Regions from separate parts of the Gossypium hirsutum genome. Here all the other regions are linked to region 3. Evidence: chromatin contacts called from public Hi-C data. All regions are on one chromosome and are shown on one strand. The core of a region is the stretch at or near the end of the contact, and the rest is flanking DNA. Distances in the headings are between cores, read along the strand shown.

What was found. A called contact is a pair of places that touch in the nucleus more often than the background predicts.
Region 1: a Hi-C map of leaf shows a contact between it and region 3, with 3 times the contacts expected there. The contact joins the promoter of LOC107952938 here to the promoter of LOC107952941 in region 3. A contact is called at or near these places in 16 of 34 Hi-C or Micro-C datasets (anther, callus, cotyledon and 3 more).
Region 2: a Hi-C map of leaf shows a contact between it and region 3, with 2.3 times the contacts expected there. The contact joins the promoter of LOC107952936 here to the promoter of LOC107952941 in region 3. A contact is called at or near these places in 3 of 34 Hi-C or Micro-C datasets (leaf and seedling).

The regions. Positions count from the first base shown.
Region 1 is chrA07:31,261,085-31,265,551 of Gossypium_hirsutum_v2.1, forward strand. LOC107952938 reads right to left here and starts at 2,512. Exons shown (of 4, transcript XR_001699002.2): 1 at 1,761-2,512; 2 at 1,465-1,681; 3 at 1-1,370.
Region 2 is chrA07:31,321,994-31,325,905 of Gossypium_hirsutum_v2.1, forward strand. It overlaps LOC107952936, which reads right to left and starts at 1,524. Exons shown (of 2, transcript XM_016888143.2): 1 at 977-1,524; 2 at 1-560. The coding sequence starts at 1,225. The coding sequence ends at 66.
Region 3 is chrA07:31,123,642-31,128,014 of Gossypium_hirsutum_v2.1, forward strand. It overlaps LOC107952941, which reads right to left and starts at 1,968. Exons shown (of 5, transcript XM_016888150.2): 1 at 1,496-1,968; 2 at 1-1,230. The coding sequence starts at 1,610.

The sequences.
Region 1 (4,467 bases), core at 1,262-3,761, 140 kb after region 3:
TAATTGGGTCTAAGCTCGCCAAAACTTAGGCCCGACCCATTACTCCATTGCTATGCTGGCCGCCAGCGTCTACAATGTGGCCATTAAGAACTGCTCAATCCTTTGGAGATGGAAGTTTAAGGAGTCTCATGGTAGCAATAGGAAAATACAGACATGGGATGCCGAAACTTGTTGAGGGTTCTTACAATTCACTGAACAACCAAAAGTGGGCAATGTGCTGTCGACTTTTCTCAAGTTGAACCAACAAAGTTTGGCCAGTACGTTGAAGTAATGACTGCTCTGTCAAGCTTTGGAGCACTAACATGGTATGCTTAAAGAATTTCCAAATAGTTTTTGCTAAATTTGTCTCATCTTTCATGAACTAAGGTCTAAGCATGATTGTTCAGCACAGAGGCTATGTATAGTGTACGGATGGTTAAGCATATTAGCACAAGTTCATTAGGATTGACCGTAATTCCTTTGTTTCGTATTCAGATAGAAGCCATGTTTGATCTAGGAAAGCAATTCATCAATCATCAATGAAAACCAAATGAAGTTTTCTTTTTCTGTCTCTAAGCAAATCGAACCTGACGAAGAAAGACTAGGGGAGTTGGGAATCTAAGGCATGACCAAAGGCTCTTCTAGCTCTTGGACTCATTACAAATAGTTGGCTTTTTGAATTCATTCTTAAACTGCGCCCAGAATCTGTCATTGGAGGAGGTCCTGATGATCTTCCTTTTGGCGTCATTGAAAAAAGAAAACATATACTATGAATTGCTCCAATGTTTAAATTTTGAAATGAAAGATGGAACAATATTTGATGTTGTGCCTTGCTATTTCATATAGGAAGATTAAGATCTAGGGATTTCATAAAGGACCTTCCCTCTGTTAAAGGGTCATCAATATCCCCATTTCCATCGCCACTAACTAAAGCTATTTCACTCCCCGATTTAGAAGTGTCATTGAGACTAGCTCGTGTTTTCATTTTTTTTCCAACACTCTAACCAAACATTTGAAAATAGATTTGTGAAGTTTCCCATGTTAGAGTATATCATCATTAGTAAAGAATTTGTTAGGCTGTTAGTATTGTTAGTGAGCTGTTCACAAGTTGTTAGTCGTAGTTATCCCTTTGTAAATTGTATATAAATACACTTGATAAACTGTATCAAAATAGACAATAATAAATCAATTTTCTCAATTCATTTCAATCATTTCCTTTTCTGTTGAATTCTTTGCATATACTTACATGGTATCTTTCGCCTAAATCCTGGAGACTTACTCGTGCTGCGCTTTCATGGCTAACTTGATTGATTCTGTTTTTGCAAACAATGGTAATCCGTCCAATGTACTGTCAAATTCTCGATTAGTTCAATGCTTCCCTCAACATGATACTGTCAAATTAGATGAAGGTAACTTTGTACAATGGCAACAATACATAAAATTGATTGTTGAAGCTTATGAGTTAACAAAGTTTATTGAAGGTACCTTACCTGCTCCACCATGGTTTATTCCATCTCCGGAGGGTCCTCTGGTTCCAAATCCAGAGGCATCGTTGTTCCATCAGCAAGATAAGTTGCTTGCATTCTGGTTTTTGTCCATAATAAGTGGTGCTCTTCTCTCTTGTTTTACAGATTCAAAGTCTTCATATGATGTCTGGGTACCGCAAACTGCCTGTTCACCGCTTTGACTGAAGCCAAATTATCTTGCATTAAACATGAGTTGCTTTCAATTAAAAAAGGTAATATGTCAATTAAAGGATATGTGGCTAAGATTCAGAATACTTGTGCCTTGATCGAAGCATTTGGATCTCGAATCTCGGAGGTTGAGAAGGTGCAGATTGTTCTTGCGGGCTTAACACTAAATTACAATGCCGTTCTCACCCGTTCGTCGTTCTCGTCCGAACCTCTTCCCATGCAAAGACTTGTGGATATTCTGTTGGAATATGAGAGTCGACAGACTCGTGTGGCACAGGAGGTGTCGTTTTATACAAATCTGATAAAGGCCGCTCCAACGCCGATAGTGGTGGAACTCGCGCGTGGTGGTCGCTTCTCTACTGGTGACCGTGGGAGGGGATTTCGCTCTTAGATCCAGTGCCAAATTTGTGGTCAGTTTGGGCACTTGGCACAGCGTTGTTATTATCGATTCAATAAGTACTACGACAACCCTCTGCGCCGATGGTGGCTTGGGCTTCGACTGCGTGGGCTCTGATTACAAGTGACGGAAGAGGTTGTGCGATGTTTTTGGTTCAAGTACTACGAGTCGACGCGAGGATGCTGCCAATGGTGGTTTCTCCTTCCCTCCAAAGGTTCTAGGTCCATTCGGGCCATTGTCGATGATGGCTCCACCAGGTTTCAGTCATGGCCGATGGTGGGAGGGTATACCACCAGATGTGGTCGTGTTACATATGACAAATTTTAGGGTTTCACATAACCTTTTTGACGTTATGGGTATTGGGTCATATGGTGTGGGCCTTACTAGGCCAATTGTTACAAGCCAGAGTTTTGGGCCACATGGTGGCATTGCTAGGTCGAATGGTGTAGGCCACTTTTTTAGGCCACATGATGCTAGTCAAAGACTTGGGCTGAGTGCTAATTTTGTTAGCTTTGGGGGCCCACCTAGTCATGAACAAGGTATTGGGTGCCTAGATGTCAACGATGTGGGTATTCATAGGCCAAATGGCGGACTGTATGGTGGATCGAGTGTTCCGTGATTAACAAAGCTTAGAGCGTGTGTTCTTCTTGGGCCAACTTCTAGAGTTAGGGCCTTAGATCTGACTTTTTTTTTATTCCCTACCATGTGTTGCGTTGCCACGGGTTTCTGATGTGCCTACGTCGGATTTCTCGAACACCGCTAAGTTTAATGTGAATACGACCTAGTATGGGTCCAATTTTGATAATGTTGATTCTTCTATTCCTATAACCATAGGGACTTCATCGTGGTATCCTGATTCGGGAGCTACGCATCATGCTTGCAATGAGGCCTCTGCTTTGAATGATTCTACACCATACTCAGATACATCTCCTCTTTTTATAGGTGATTGGACACCTTGTAAAAATTACGCGTGTCGGACATTCTACCTAGCCTACAAAAAATAAGTTGCTCTATCTGTCTAATATTTTGTGTATGTCGAATATATGAAAAAAATTGTTATTTGTTTCCTAGTTTTCTAAAGAAAACAATGTCTTCTTTTTGAATTTCACTCGTTTCATTGTGTTATTAAGGACATCTACACTTAGGAAATTTTGTTACGGGCCACACTCATGATGGACTCTATCATTTCTCACTGGTTGCTTCTAATGGTGTTTTTCCTTCTGTTCATAACACTGGACTTCAAACTAGCTCCGCCAGTTGTGACATTTTTGCACTATGGCACCGTCGACTTGGTCATCCCTCCGCCCGTATTGTTAAATCAGTTTTAGATAAATGTCAAATTGTTTCGAATAAAGTTTGTCTTAATAATATTTTTACTGCTGTTCAAAAAGGAAAGTCTCATAAGTTTCCTTTTTCAAACTCTACTACTAAATATACTAATCCTTTTGACTTGGTTGTCTTCGACTTATGGGGACATCCATCTTTTGTTTGTAGAAGTAATTGGTATTATGTCTTGTTTGTTGATATGTTTAGTTGTTTTACTTGGCTATTTTTCATTCGGCGTAAGTCTTAGGCCATTGATTGTTTTATTCAATTTCAGAAGTTGGTTAAAACTTAGTTTGGGAAAGATATCAAACAATTTCAAAGTAATTAGGGTGGTGAGTTTCGAGCTTTCACGGTAATTCTGGCTAAACATGGTATTATTCATAGGCTCTCGTGCCCATATATGTTAGAACAGAATGTTGTGGCTGAACAGAAACACAGACATATTGTTGAAATGGGTCTTACTCTTTTGGCTCAAGCGAATCTACCTATGGAATTTTGAGGTTATGCTTTCATTTGTGTTGTACATTTAATAAATCGACTGCCTACTTTGGTCTTGAAAGGTTAGTCTCTTTATAAGATTCTTCATGGTAAGGACCGAACGTATGATCATTTACGAGTGTTTGGGTGTTGTTGTTTCCCATATCTGCACCTGTTTCATAATCACAAGCTAGAATTTCATTCTCAGTCGTGCACGTTTTTATGATATAGTCCTCAATATAAAGGTTATCAATGTCTTACACCGGATGGTAGGATTATTGTTTTTGGACACGTGTTTGATGAATGTCAATGTACCTTGAGAATTTTGTGGTTCCTTCCCAGTCCGGTGGGTGTGTCTCCACATATGTTCCTATTGTGCAGTCTTTATCTGATAGACCTGCTGAATTATCAAGTCCCAAATCTTTGTTCCGTGACTTGTTTATTAACACTGATTCTCGTACCACAACGGAACCGGTAGACTCAAAGATTGAATTGGGTGTTGTTAGTTATGATCAAGACACTCTGTCTACTACACCGGAGGATTCAAGTCATGTTGCTCCGACTGCTACCACTCCAACTACTTCTTCTATCCCT
Region 2 (3,912 bases), core at 274-2,773, 200 kb after region 3:
ATAAAAAAAATAGTGAAGAAATTGAGCTGTAATTCATCTTATATTAATGATGAATGATGTAACAATCATCCCCTGCCACAAAACACGTCCAAAGGCATCTTTGAGATAGTCAACAAAGTATCTAATTTTTCTGCTGCTTTTTCTTTTGAATACGTAGCTGAAACAATGGTTTTTCTTTGTGAATTACTATAAGGTTGTTGCTTGGAGTGATAAAACTTGATGGTAGACGAAAGGCTGGCTGATATCAGAATTAAATTGACTGCAATTCCAACAGCATTCTGCCACTTCCAGGGTCTGAATAAAACTCTGATGCAGCAAATGAGGAAACCAGATATCCTTCTCCTCGAGCTTTCACCTTCATTTTTCTTAACACTTTCTTCCACATCCCTGTCAATTGAGGTTTTATTCTCATGATCATTGCCAAAGCAAGCACTTAACTCTTTCACAACATCCAGGGGTCTTCCTTCATATTGTGTCACTTGTTTTATGAGACATGATCTGGTTTGCTCCAATCGACTAAGGGCCAATTGCCTATCTTTCAGCTGCCAAGACTGCAATTTCTGCATGTAGATATATATCAACATAAATTTTCCAGGGAGGCCTAATGCTAAGATAATAAAAAACTGCAAATGCGAATCAAATTAAGGCAAAAACCTCTAAAAGTCGGGTGGAATATTCTAATTATACTCGATAGGTTTCGACACTAATTAAGATTATCAATCAAAAGGTAACAGAATTCATAATTCCATTAAAAACAAGAGTCCAAAAAGAAGAGCTTTTGAAACAGGTAATCTGAATTGTTTATTAATCATTTTTTTATCAAAGGAATCAAATATTGAGAACCAATATCTGATCTGAATATATTAGATCTCATGAAACAATGTTGAGATTAAGACAAGCAATCTTACTATTCGGATCTAAAAGGAGTTGAGCTGAGAGTGTTGGGAAATAAAAGAGAAGACAGAAAGTAAATTACCTGCAAATGCAAAAGCGTGTTCTCAACTTGGTTGAGTGAATCTCTGATGGCAATCAACCTCTTCCTTTCCAGAAATGGGGTCTGCCCAATATCACAATAGCGACCATGGTCTGAACAATACCTGCAGAAGCTGATACTGTCGTCGATTTCATGGTTCAACCTGTCGTGCAAAGCCCATGCCCTCTCAATGAGACTCGGCAGTTTTTTGTTATTCAACTCCATTGGTTGGAAAACATAGCCCACCACCATTCAAGACCTTCCTGTGTTATAACTTTTTAAACTTCATCATTTGCACTTTATTCTCTTGTTTTTGCTTCTTTCTACAAATTACTCTTGGCTGTGGAAGAAGAAAGTTTGAGGAACTATTTGGAATGGTATAGAATGGAAGGTAGGCCTCTCCTTTTTTAATTGTGTTTGGACAACATCATTTTAGTTTCTTTCACTTTTTTTGTTTTTTTTTTTGGGGTGTGTGTGTGTGGGGGTATGTTTGCTTTAAAGGAAAGTTTTGGTTGGAATTGAAACTGAGACGCTTAGCTGTTGAGTACCCCACAGTCTCATATTGCATGCCATACATACATTGCCATGTGCAATCCATTATCCCATCCAAGGCTGAAGCAAGCAAAAGAAAGAAGAAATTGAAAGTACTAGTGAAGCAACAGCATGCCATCGTCCCTCATCATACAAAATGTTTAAAACCATGGTTATGATATTATCAGAAACTCAAAAGCCCAAAGCTCCCATGTGACGTGAATAGTTATGATGCCGTAAAAGTCGATAACAAAATCAGGTTCTTTTTCAGTTACCATATAATGATGATGGGCCAGGATTAGTTGGGCTACAAATCCTTAAACGTGGTTAGCACAAACCCAGCTCACCTTCTTTAGTTTATTTGATTGCCTTTTAGCTGTCTATGAGCTCTCTAAATCAATGGCATTATTGATTTGGTGATGATTTAATGGTTTGGCTCTTTGCAGAAGCAAAAAGACATGAAAATTGCAATGACTAAGGAGTCAGCCAGCCGCCTTACTTAATATGATAATCTGCTCATTGACACATCCAAATTCAACTAATCATATTAACCCATTTCTTACCCTACCCCCATCATCCCTTATTAAGTGTCATCATTTAGACTTCACCAAACTTAGTAATTTCATTTGTCGATCTTCAAAATAACAGACCACAACTTGATTCAACTTTAATTACCCATAATAACATATGAAATATGTACGATATTAATAAAAAGATTAAAATATCTCAAATAATATATCTTATTTTAAATACATAACTCATATTCTTCATAATTTTTCTTATTAAATTTGTAATCGATTGACTCATGACACGAACTTAATTAAAGACTTAAATAATAATAATATAGATATATAGAAATAATAATTAATTTTTATTTTTTAAATGTTTTAATAAATTTCATCCCTAGGTAATTTTTTATATTACTTTTATTATTTATTACAAATTATATATATATGGATATACATGAAAATTAAATTAAATTAATATTATCATTTGACAATATTATTAGATTGTCTTCTAAATAGACTTATCCATAAGTCGGGCCACCCGACTCAGCCTGAAGGCCCGTTCGAAAAGTGAGAGGATTTGATTAAAATATAAGCTTGAAAAATAATCTTGGGCAAAAAAATAAGTCCCATTTAGAAAATGGATCGGGCCTTGGGTAAGCCTTTTTTTCCCAAGCCGGCCTGAATATGCAACAAAAAAAATTGCTATTTTTTTGTTGTTTTCTTGCTTTTTTATTATTTTTTCTTTTTTTTTCACTATTTTGCTACTATTTTATTGTTATTATTTGGATATTGTATAACTCTTGGTTTATTGTTAATTTTGTTACTACTTTAGAGGTATTTGCTTGTTAAGTTGCACGTATCTCAGTATTATTTAAATATATATATTTTAATTCATTTTCAATTTGTTCGGCAACATTTATTTTAATTTTTTAGTATTTTTTATGTATTATATATATTTAAAAATTATATAAAAAAATTAATATCGGTGAGCCAACCTAGGCCCGAGCTTTAATATTTTTATCTGGGCTGAGTTTGGAAAAAATTTTAGGCTTATTTTTTGGGCTGGGCCCAAGCCTAACAAACTGGCCTAAAATTTTGGTTGGATCTAGCTCGACCCATGAACACATCTACTTCCATATTATCATAAATTAAATTATTTTTAATAATTTTAGTTGGACTAAATAAAAAATTATTAAATATTTTAATGCATATATATATTAAATAATTATAGTTTTTAATATAAAAATTTAAATATTCAAATTAAGTAATCATTTTATGTACTTTTTTCAAAAAAAAAATGGCATATATTTCCAAACATTTAGCATAAAAGTTAAGAAATTAGAAATCTGTTGTTTCAAAGTATTTATTTTAGTGACCATAAGTTATTGTAAGAAATATATTTTGTAGTTTTTGTAAACGCTTAATATATTTGGCATAGATTTATATTAATTTTAATTAATTAATCATTTGTATCATATAAATTTTTATGTCACATTTATTTTATTTTTCATCATATTATGTTTTAGTTAATAACTTGAGTTATATAAATTTTGAGGTATTAATGTAATCCTTCATATTTTTGTTATTTTTGTTGTATAATAGCTATTTATTATAATAGCTGTCAATAATATTTTTTTCAACTCGAATATTAGGTTTTATGTTGTATTTTAATTAATATTAGGTTTTATGTTGTATTTTAATTAATAATTTAAATTATATAGATTTTGAGGCATTAATTTATTCTTTTTTATTTTTTTATCATATATTAGTAGAGATAAATCTCAAAATTACAAGTGAAATTTGATTCAATTTGCAATACAATAAATCAACTTTAATTTGGTACAATTATACATATGAAATTAATTTTGATTCAATCATATACAATAACTTTTTTTATTT
Region 3 (4,373 bases), core at 718-3,217:
TCCTCTGTGGACAGCCCTGAACACCACCACCTGTTTCTGAGTTAATGTCTCTTGGCAATCTAGCATGTGCTTGCGTACCATGTACATTCAATGGAGGAGGCATTGCAGTCCTAGAACCTAAAGTCCCAGGGTTCTCAACATGGTACATTGGATTACTAGGCATATCAGGGAATCTTCTATTGCCAAATGCAGAGGTCGGAACAGGAGCTGGAACTTGCTGATGTTTCTCGTAACAGTGAAAACAAGAACAAGAAGCATGATGCAACACTGAACTTTGCGGGTATGGCATGAATTGGTGATGATCACTTCCATTGTACTGTCTAGTTAAGTATGGATGTGGCGGCAGCTGTTGGTATTCCCCTGGCAACTGATGCGAGGTTCTTCCAAGCACTCGGGGTCCAAAATATGCAGGAACATGATTTGGATCAAGCATTCGAGGATGCCGTCCATGTGGAGTCATTGCATTCGCAACAGGATAAGCATCCGATTCTGGAAACTGAGCAAAGTAAGAGGTTCCTGCCCTAGAACCATCTTCATCAGGTCCATAGAAAGGTAATGAAGGGTTTTGTGATGCGGAAGAACCATTTGGAAACCAGGAACCAACACCACCAAATGACTCTGGAGGAGCAACCCTCCCATCAAGTGGAACCTTATCTTTTGGTTTATCTACCACATTACAGGACCTACTAAGTTGCTCCTTTATCTCATCTAGCTTCCTCAGAAGCATAGCTCGATCTTCTTCGAGGAGAATTCTACCAGAACCATCCTGGTCAGTTTGAGCCTGCAACCCATAAGAAGCATCTAACTGGCGGTTTGATGGGCCTTCATCCGGATGGTCTTCGGTAACATCTCTTGGAATTCTCGGAAAACCCTCCATCTCTTCTTGCTTCCCAGCTTCCCAATCAGGAACGTCTCCCAGTATTTGTGATCCACCAGTATGCCCAAATTTGGAATCGAAACTCTGGTTTCCTGTTCCAGTTAAATTTACCACCTCATCCTTATTTGCACTAATATCATTACCTTTGTCAACACAGCACTTATCAGCAGCAAGTTTAGGTTCATTCCTAGTTGTATCACACCTGAAAGAGCCAGCGGTTGATTTACCACCCGCATCACATGAGTCTACTATATCCTTCTCCGAAAAAATACGGAACTTGGTAGGAACTTGGCCGAGCCTGTCTTCTTCCAACTTCTCAGAGGAAGTTTCTGGTTCACAATTCTCAGTTTTTGCTGTTAATCAAACAACATTCCACTATCAATTTCATGCAAGAAATTATGCTCATTTGATTGCAAAAGGACCGAACTAAAACAGGAAACTGGAATCCAAAGCCTTAAATTATTTCAAACTACTCTAATAAGCAAAATTTCAAGTTAACACAGATACATGACAGGATGAGGGTAGAGACAGATTTGTGTCTCTTGGGTTCAACAACTTTCTCATCAGCCAAACAAAAAAAGTAGTAAAATAAAGAAAAACATAAAGAGAGAAAAGTACCTCGAAGAACAGCACCGCAGCCACCACACTTGTAAACAGAATATTCTGCAAGTTCTGGAAGAAGGTTTTCGCACTTTGGACACAAAACCAACCTTACTTTGGTTGACTCGGTCATTTTTTTAAGTCATTCAGGGTCCCAACACGCCAAAATTATAGAAAACGACGTCACGCCAGAAGCAATTTACTTGCTTAAACCATTTCTTTTCTTTTAAGAGCTAAAATATCCCCTCACGACTCTTGGCAACAGCCATCAGCATCAACAAACTCGCTTACTCATATATTTATATGAAGCCAACTTTGGGAACCCAGAAATGGAGAGCTAAGGAGGAAAAATAAGAAAAGGAAGCTGAATTGACGGTTCTCATAAGTTTCCTTTTAAAAGCCAAGTTGCTGGGTTGTTGTTGGTTTTCTCAGAGACCAAACATATAAACAAAAGAAACCCAGATTACATGATAGTTTCCCAAAGTTGTATGAAAAATAAAGAATATTCATACTTTTAAAGAAAATGTTGATTAAACTATTATCTTTTAACGATGTTGTTAATGTGGAGGTTACGTGTTAAAAGATTTGGAGCTTTGAATTTTTTGACATTGTACGGCTTCAAAGTTTCACACATTCAAGTTTTGAATTTTTTATTAATTAAATAAATTACGGTAAATTTAATTACAATATTTATATATATTTTTTGCCATTGTACGGCTTCTTGACTTTTTTTTAAGCTCGACTCCTTAGAATTGATTAGAATATAAATTCAAAAAAATTAAATTAATTGACTTGCGAACAAATACGAAATGTACTAAAAATTAATTTTATTTATTTTTAATTTTTTATTTAATCAAATTATATGGATCAATCAAATCAATTTGATAATAAACTTATCGGTTTGATCATTAATCTGGTTTTGAGTTTATTTGATACAAACGAAAAGTGAGATGAAAGAAATTAAGAGAGATGATCATTTTTTATTTTAATGTATAAAAATCAATAATTCCAAATTGACATGATGATAAGAATGTGTATTTTAATTTAAAATTATGATTTTTTTAAACATTTTATTTTCTTATCTTATTTTAATTTAAAAAATTACAATTTTTTTTAGTTTTCCTATCTTTTCTTTAAAATACACCTATAAGAACAGAATTATATTTTCCATTTTTGATTTTTATCTTTCTAATTTTATTTGGACTAAGAAATTATGGTATTAAGGTTGTACAATTAATGCAACCAAAGAGAGAAGAAGAGGAAAAGCAGTGATTTGTCGGTTGTGAAGAGTGAAGGAAACTGCGAAAATCTATTCCAACTCTGAAACATCTCATTGTTGTTTGCCCTTTAACATATGCTTATAACAAATATTATACAGAATTATATTTACTCGATAGTGTTATTAGCCCTTTTATATAGAATTTTTAGTAAAATATTTGAAAATGATAAATGGACAATATTCAATAAAATGTTGAATAGGTAAGCCATCATTTTATCAAATTTTTTGTATTTCTATTTTAATAGTTGAAAATTTAATAATAACTGCAAATAACAAATCATTAATCTGATGAATAATTCAATTATTTAATATAGCAGAAGTCCGTCAGCTAAACCAGGGGATGTGGTCCCATGCTGTCAATGTTGCACATTTCTCATTGCATGCTCTTACTTAAAACGTAATAATGGGAAGTTTTGGGACAAGTTTCTTTTATTTTCCCAGTACTTTTATAAGGGACAGGGGAGAGGTGGTCGTCCTTTCGTCTTGTTTTTCTTTTGGGAAATAAATGAAACATTGGTGGGAAAGCGCAGTCGGCATGGAAGGGTTTCACTTTTTAACTATGGATGATGATAGTGATTAATGGCGTGTGTTTTGAGAAGTGAGTGCAAGAGGTCGAGTTTTAATGGCAGCAATTAGATGGACGGTGGGGCATTTAACGTCAAGTTTGGTTTACGTGTAAGTACTAAATCATTAATGGAGGATGATACTACCAATAATATAATTAATAAAGAGGTTTAAACTAGGCTTAACAATTAATATCCACCCCTTAGCATAACTATTCAATATTAATCACAAAGTTAGTACAAAGTCACTTTTGTTCTTTCATTCAAATTAATTTTTCTACGGTGGAAGATCAAAATTTGTAATTATTGCACACAACATTTTATGGAAGTTCACTTATTAAATAAGGTTTATTTGACCCATTTAAACTACCTCAACACATGGAACTCATGGAAAATCTTATCTACTTGAAACTTTGGTGGACCCAATGAAATACTCTATTAAAATTAGAGTTACTAATGTAATTTATGTAAATCATAAGGGATAAAGATATATAGAGTTTAAATCCCTTAGGGCTCTCATATTATAAATCGACACAAATTTCAACCCTTGATGTAATTCGATCTGTACTATTGTTTTGGGGGGAGGGGGGAAGCTCAATTATAAATAGAAGCCTCCCCTTCATTTGTAATCACTCAATTGTAATCATTCATAGTAATTTAATACTATTCAAAGCATTTACTCAAACACTTTATTTTTCTGTGGCTTTTCTGTACATTCATTGCTCTTTCGTTTCGAGTTTGCTTCTATATTGCTTCAGTGCCTCAGAGAATTTCAGCAAGAATTCTCATTTCTCGAGTGTTAGGCTAACTTGGGCGGATTTGAATCCAAAAAATCGCTTCAGGCCATGCGGTTTGCCAAACTGAAGTTCTAGGCCCCGTGACAGTTGGTATTCGAGCTACTGTTCGAAGGCGTTGATTGAGATGTCAAAAGGAGTAGAAGAACAAGTTGAGTTGATGAAGTCTCGTGGTAGAAGCAAGAAAGCTAGAAACTCGAGAGATATGCTGTCAATTTTGGTAGATAAGGTTGCCAAACTTGAAGGCTCTATGGGGGATA